Regions from separate parts of the Gossypium hirsutum genome. Here region 1 is linked to region 2. Evidence: chromatin contacts called from public Hi-C data. All regions are on one chromosome and are shown on one strand. The core of a region is the stretch at or near the end of the contact, and the rest is flanking DNA. Distances in the headings are between cores, read along the strand shown.

Evidence for each region. Hi-C and Micro-C count contacts between places; a contact is called where the count stands out from the background.
Region 1: a contact with region 2 is called in a Hi-C map of leaf, with 2.7 times the contacts expected there. The contact joins the promoter of LOC107893476 here to the promoter of LOC107893490 in region 2.

The regions. Positions count from the first base shown.
Region 1 is chrA13:105,629,328-105,633,100 of Gossypium_hirsutum_v2.1, forward strand. LOC107893476 (serine/arginine-rich splicing factor RSZ22) reads left to right here and starts at 2,488. Exons shown (of 6, transcript XM_016818479.2): 1 at 2,488-2,601; 2 at 2,819-2,950; 3 at 3,053-3,141; 4 at 3,723-3,773. The coding sequence starts at 2,862. It overlaps LOC107893477 (exocyst complex component EXO70A1), which reads right to left and starts at 657. Exons shown (of 2, transcript XM_041085583.1): 1 at 404-657; 2 at 1-127. The coding sequence starts at 106.
Region 2 is chrA13:105,468,329-105,472,611 of Gossypium_hirsutum_v2.1, forward strand. LOC107893490 (ubiquitin carboxyl-terminal hydrolase 26) reads right to left here and starts at 1,251. Exons shown (of 15, transcript XM_041085576.1): 1 at 1,017-1,251; 2 at 367-463; 3 at 1-241. The coding sequence starts at 446.

The sequences.
Region 1 (3,773 bases), core at 1,238-3,737, 160 kb after region 2:
GGGTTTTTGATTTCTCTAAGCTAAGCTTCAGTGACTTTCTTGCAGCTATCAAATTATCAATACAAAATTCGTTCTTGCAATCATTACCAATACCAGATGGGTCCATCTTAATCCCCAAAGAAAAACCCTAACCCGAAAAATCCAAGCTTGTAAATACGAATACGAATGAACTGATACTACAAATTTGAAGATCTACAAGCAGTACAATAATGGGTTTTCCCCCCTTGTTTACTTTTTATGCGTGATCTTATCAATTTCCCACGTATTCATGCAAGAAAAATCACTCATTTTTTTCTTTCATTCTTTACTAAAATCTCATCAAATTAACACCCCCTCAGAAAAAAAAGGGAAAGAGTACACACACGAAAAGTAGGTGGGGAGAAAGCGAGTAAGAACAACTCACTTCGTAAATGGAGAAGAACAGTAGTTGGTTGAGAGAGTCGAGTTGAACCGGCAAGCTGAGCTGGATCGGTGAGTTCTGGATTCCAAATTTCAAAGAAAGATCGGAAAAAGAGAACCCTAAAGTAAAATAAAGGGAATATGATCTATAAAAATGTATAAAAAGTAAAAGACGTAGAAGCACTGTAGACGTGTGCTAGCTTAAGAAAATGACGAACGACTTTTTCTATCCCCGCTGTGGCTTATGGGAAGAAGTGAAAAATACAACGGAGATAAAGAGACAATGGTTAATTCTTATAAATGCCCCTAACTCCAATTTTAAATTGACCCTTCAACTTTAAAAATATTTAATTGAGTTCTTAATGGATTTTTTTATTAAAATATTTAAGGTGATTGTTTCCATGTTAACACGCGTTAATTTTTTATTCGTATATGATTTTAATAGTTATCGTAAATTTAATTTTTATTAATTAATAAAATAAATATATTAATATTGTTAAAACTTACAAATAAAAAATTTAAATAAATGATTATTGATTTCTAAATTTCTTTTGAAAACATAACAAGTATAATACAATTACGCCATGCTTGGTTGGGGAATAGAATAGCAGTCTCCCCTTATTCAATAAAGGGTAAATTATTTATTTGTTTAGTTAAACGTAATACTCATTTCATATTCTTTGTCCTCCCGTAATAGTTATTATTTGGTATCGTTAAAGAATAGTTATTTCATACAACATTGAATAATTAACAAAATTAATTTTTAGATTTATCCTTTAAATTTTGGACTCAGAAAAATATAAAAATAAAATGTTCGAAATATTTTAATGTAATTTAATATAAAATAATTATATTAAGAATGTTATTAAATTATATAATATTATTTTTATTAAATTATATTTAATAATAATCATATTAAATTTTAATAACAATAACAATAATCATTTAACTAAAAATATTTTGTTAAAAGTTCTCCGATCGTTTCAACTTTTTTTCTTTATGCTTTTATAATATCTATTCTATTCAACCAAACACCATAATAATATTACAGTTCTATTCCATTCAATAGAACAATTGAATTATTGATTACAACTTTATTTCATTCTAACTCTATTCCATTACAGTAAACCAAACGTGCCATTAAAGTATAACTATAAGTTCAAGTAACCACAAGTATCAAACTGTTACAAATGGATTACCTTAGTAGTCACAATGCAGAATTAAATCATTACATCAAAAACAAATTAAAAGCTAATATAATTTACATTAAAATCAACAAATTAACTGAACTAACTGAATTAAAATCTACTTATAACAATCGCACATGATAAGATTTAGAGATCTACACATATAATTGTGCACGATTCTCGAATCTGGATACTGAAAACCAAGGACCTCTCTTGATTGGTAATTTTTAATTTTATATTAGTAAGTACTTATTTTACATTTCAGATTGTTTTTTTTTTTAATTTTGCAATGGGTGCAATCTTTTTATGGGCTGAATACTAGTTTTAAGCCATATAACAAGCAAGGATAGAATGGACCCAATACTGTTTTGGACTGGATCTCATATGATGAAATAGACCCTCCAAAATCTGGGATAATATAATGGTTAATTCCATCATATGACCTCAGGCTATTGCTTATATTCTAAATTAATCCTTAAATTTTAAAATGTTTTAATATTGTAGCTTAGCTATAAAATTAGGAATTGAATGTCAATTGGAGTCTGATGTGAGGATATTTAGAGATAATTTCGATCTAATTTGTTAAAAAAATAGATAGTGTCAATAAAATTTAAGAGGACTATTATATATAAATATGTTAAATTCAAATTGTTCTTGAAATAGGTACACATATTTACAATTTGATCTTCTATTTTAAAATTCCTTTAAAGTAGATTTGAGCTGACATATAATGGTAAATGTAATAATTAGACTGACAGAATGACTTGATTAATAGGATACTTATACATTGAGGATTCAATTAAAATATTTTAAAATTTAAAGACTAATTTAAAATTTTAGTCATAATTTGAGGAAGTTTAATGGAATTAACCCAAATATAAAAACACCCTTATGAAAGCAAGGGTAGTAGCCATTGAACAGAATACTAAAAAAAATCCCTAAAAATCAAAAAGCCGAAGCAGCTGATTTCGCTACCGCTACTGCTATTGCTTCTGCTTTGGCGCAGTTCACCAGGGTGAGCTTCAGATCTCTCTATCTTTTCGCTCTTCCTTCTCTAAATATCGTCAGGAATTGCAAATTAATTTGATTTTCAAGTTTCTTTTATATTTTCTGAATCTTGATTTGGTTTGTTTGATATATATACATACATATAAAATCTGGGAACACCCTTTTTCTGGTTGATTTGTTGGGTGTTGAATTGAAACATGAATGACGTGAGAATTATTTCGTAGGTTTCTTTTGAACCCCCCCCCCCAAAAAAAAAAAACACACACGATGTCTCGCGTGTACGTGGGTAACCTAGACCCACGAGTTTCGGAGCGGGATCTTGAAGATGAGTTTCGTGTCTTTGGAGTTATTCGGAGGTATAACCTTGTTTGCTCTCTTGCTTTTAACATGATTCGGGTTTTCATAATACTCCAAATGCTGACCTTTTCATTTGATGTTCTTTCTTTTCCCGCCCTTAGTGTATGGGTTGCTCGGAGGCCTCCTGGTTATGCTTTCATTGACTTTGATGATCACAGAGATGCTGAGGATGCCATTCGTGAATTAGATGGTATTCCAACAATTTCTTCTTTTTTATGAAGATGACATTTATTGCATCCTAAATGTTTTGTCTAGTTACCTGTGAATACTAGCCTTTCATGTAATAAAAGATAACACATTGGTTATGGGGTTTCTCTTTCCTAATTGATAAGAAAGATTTATAATGAAAATTATAATTTTGGTACGCCCCTTGAAGTCTATGTTTATTCAGAATCAGATGAGCTTTACAAAGAACATATTTTTCCATGTCCGCATCTTCATGTCTATTTTGTGGAGGAAGTTTGTTTATGCTGTTAGATCACAAACTATGTTGCAAATGTTGCCCATATTTGCTCAAGACCTTTGGTCTTTACCCTGACCAAATAAAATATGTAATTGGCTTTTTTTTCCCTATACAATTTGTTTTTCTATTGTTCTTGACTGTTTAGTTTTATATTAATGCGGCAGTCTGTAAAATTTGTTGGCAGGATCATAGTGTTTATCTCTTTCATCCATCTAAAAGCAAGCCCCTGTTTTCTTTTTCATAATGGCATCTTTAATGAGCATGAGTTTAGTTTGAGAGTCGCAATCTATTCCCTGTATTTGGAACAGGCAAGAATGGCTGGAGAGTTGAGCTTTCTCATAACTCTAGAGGCAGAGGTG
Region 2 (4,283 bases), core at 1-2,500:
TGCAGGTGAGTAAGCAGAAGCACGGAGATCTTTACATGGATCTGGACCAAGAGCTTGAATAATATCCGACATTTTCTGCCATAAGCCAGCTTTCCGACTGCCATTAGGAGGTGGAATCAACCCACAAAAACAATTCGGGTCGTCCTTAGTATTCACACGACAGCCTTGACAAACCGGTTTTGTGATCATGTACAGCTGATTTACATCATCATCAGTTATTTCACCTGTCAGGTGAATTTTCCTGCACAAGGGGAAGAAAGATTCAAAAAGAACACCAATATAAAGCTTAGCAGCTTCCCAAGCACCCCCGTGAGGAAAAAGAACAAATAAAATATTACTGAGTCTTAAATAAAAAATAGCTAGTACCTTAATATTTCAGTAGTTGTATCATCATTCTCCACCTGTCTGTGTCTTTTATTTTTACTACGGGTTGTTGGTCGGCTCATTTTATCATTGACCGACCCTGCTGTGGGCACAAAAATGAGATTAGGTCATATAATGTTGTTTAAGGAATAAAAGGCAAAATTGCAAGTTTAATTGAGAGTTTCAGGCTCTGAGCATGAGCATTAAATCCATCCTCATAAAGGACCAAATAGAATCAATTATCCTCGGAAAGAGCCAATCTTAGGACAGCACCCAGCATATATTTGTTAGCAAACGGTCTCCCGGCCGCTATTTCGCCGTCCCACACAGCTAAAAACCTCAATACCGGTGTGAACAAATTTCACGTCAATAGCGGCGGATCACGGCCACCAATAGCAGAGTAACGGGAAATAGCGGAGTCGCTAAATCGATACCTTTCAAAAAAAGTTCTTCTCACCGAAGTAAACAGGGAGAGAATATGATGAGACAGAGTAACGAGGAGTAGGATCGAAAACAAAAAAAAAATCAAATATAGCAGAGTGATGCAGAGGCAGAGGCAGAGACCAGAGAACACAAACCGAGCCATACCACAAAATCGGATAACTCGGAGTTGAAATCAATCTTCAAGTTAAGTTTAGGGTTTCGAAAATTACCTTGTTTAATTTTCTGGTCTTTAGCTAGGTTGCCGGAAACTTGAAGGCAAGAGAAGAAGGAGACTGGAGGCGGCGGAGGAGGCGGAGGGACGGGGGCAAAATGGGAGGGAGAGAAGACGAGGCTGGGACAGAGTGGTGGTGAGAGGCTTGTTTGGCGGGGGATGTGAAGAGAGTGGGTCGGGAATTTTTCAAGGAAATTTCGGGGAAAAAAAATCTTTTTTGATTTGTAATTTTATTTGAAGAAAATACTAACAATTAGAAGTTAAATTTATATAATTTTGATGTAATTAGAACAGTCACTTGGGCTGTTTTAAATATGGTTAATTTAAGTTTGGTTAATTCCAGTTTTGAAATTCAAGTTATTTTTTAATTATTTAAGTAAATTTTAAATTTGAATTATTTTAATTTCGAGCCAATTTTATTTTAATTATTTCGGCTTTTCTATTTTTTTCAAATAATAATTATTTCATATTTAATAATTTAAGTTTAAATTTAATACACATCATATTGAGTGAGATAATTTTATATTTAAGTTATTTATATGTTTTAGGTTTGAGGAATGATGTATAAAGTTTTTTTTAATTTTAAAATAAAATTACATTAAATTTAAATAACTTATATAATCGGCTTAAATTTATTATAAAATTTATAATTATTAGAATTTTTTTAAGAAAATATTATAAATTATTATAAATTTAAATTGATTGACTTATAATATATAAAATCATAAAAAATCATTTTCAATTGTTATTTTATTTAGTTTATTTTAAATTCTCAATATAAATATTTTATTGTTAATGATATTTTTAATTTCTATTTCTATTTTTATTATTAATAACATCATTTAATTCAAAATTTGTGGACAACCATAAATTAACTAAACTTTTAGGATTTAAATCACCTATAAAAATTAAGGCTCCATTTGTTTCACTGAAAATGGCTTTAGGAAAATGACTTATATTTCTAGAAAAACTAATATTTTCTAGTATTTGGACGAATTTGTGTAAAATATTTTCTGTTATTTGTCAGATTTCTTGAAAATATTTCATAAAAGTTGTTTTCAATTAAACAAATATACATTTAAGATTTTCTTATATTTTCATTGTTTAATTGAGTTTATTTTATATCTATAAATTTATATTTTACATTGTTATTGCATATATTAATAGATATAATATAATATACAAATATATCAAATTAAATATATAATATTACTTAATTATTAAGCTAGAACACTAACATACATAAATTGAAAACAATCAAAGCGAATAAATGATTCCTGATTGTATTATAAAGACACAAAAAAAACAAAGATTAAAAATACTAAATTTGCTTCCAAACCATAATTAGTACTATATAACATTAAATTAATAATATTACCCGAGTGCATAATTAGTAGTACACCACATTATAACTAAAACATTTGTTTGAATAATAATAAATTAGCTTCAAAAAAAAAGTAGAACAAAAATTAAATAAAAGCTAATTTATTATTATTCAATTAGTAAAGTAAAGGGGCTCAAATCTATGGTAAAATCGTAAAACATGAAGACAATTAGGGATATGCCATTCTTAAGGCTCCAAGCTTTTAACTTCGAAATTCAAGTAGTCATTGGTTGTTTTCTTGAATTTTTATAGATTTGAGGTCATGGGAACTTGATTTAGCTAACTCATGTACCAATTTGTAAAGCTGTTAATGTTTTAGAAAGTTTTCATTATTGAATTCTTGAAGTTTTAGGTGTTAAATTGATAGATTTTATGCTTAGATGTGAGAAGGATTAAATTGTAAAGCTTAATTGATAGTTTAGTACATTAAGGAATAAACTGAATAAAATGTAAAAATGACTATAAAAACAATAAATGGGAGGTCCCTAATGTATAATAGTGAAATCAGAATCCAATTTGAAGCTTTAAATTGAATATGTTAGTCTCGATTTTAAGGACTAAATTGAATAGATTATAAATTTTGTATAAATTGTTAATTGAATGTGAATTGGTTGATTATTGATAGTGCTATATGTTTTATGTTAATCCGTAGCAAAGGTTGATTGCAAAATGTCCAAAGACATTTTGGTAAACAAAGCCTTATAAATTTGAAAAACATATTACCAAAAAAAATTTGGATAAGAGAATAATGGGGTAATTTTACGTTGACTGGAAAACTTTTTACGTTGACCATACTATTTTACATGAAACAAACATCGAAAAATGGTGAAAATATTTTTCGTAAAAGTTTTTTTACGTGAAACAACGGAGCCTAAAAGAAAAATTAGTTAAAAGTAAAAAAGAATGAGTAAGGTAGGTTGGAAATACATTATTTGAGTCTTCAGAACAAAGCTTTCCTTTTGAAATTGGATATAATTTTTTTTCGAATCAACATGCCATACTGGTGCAAGTAATGAGAATTAAATATTGAATGGGGGAGGGGAGGCCTACGTTCATTAAGAGATCAAGTAGCTCATTTGTTTGGAAATGCATTGCTAAAATCTGACGGCATTTACTAAATTCAATTTGTTGGTCGATCGATAATGGGAGGAGGGTTTGATTTTGGTTTGATACCTGGGCCCGAGGCTGGAATCGCTAAATAATTATTGTTTGGAGCATGTATCTTTAAATCTGGCAGTCTTGGTTTCTGACATGGCTGATGCAAAGAGACGTTGGCGGTGGGGAGAGTTTGCATCATTACTTAGTAATGATATTTTACTTTGTATTGCGGCGGTTCGGCCACTTTTGAGAAATGTAAAGAAAGATGTCTGTGTAAAAAAGCATACTAAGTCGGGCTAGTTTTCCATGCCTTCTGCATATGCTTTTTTGGGATGGAAATTCTTGGCACCAACCGAACATCTTTGAACTATAATTTTGAAATTTCTAGGTCCACAACATGTTAGGAATTTCCTTTGGTTGGTGGGACGTCAACGTCTCATTACTAGTAAGGAACGGGTAGAGAAAGGTTTGACAGAGTATGCAAGTTCCACCCCTTGTGGTGCTTACAACGAGAGCCTGATCCATCTCCTTTGTGACTGCCCAAACGTAGAATTGATTTGGAAGTTTCGAATGTTTTCTTACCTCTCAACAAGCGACATTTATTTTTTCCCTATCATTGCAGGATTGGTTACACATAAATCTATCTAATGTTTTTAATATTCAAATTATTAATTTGAATTGGGTTACTTTGTATGAGATCATGTGTTGGAGTATATGGAAACACTGGAACTTATTGGTGTTCAGAACACAGAGTTTTAGTAGCAAGGATGTGGCTACACAGGC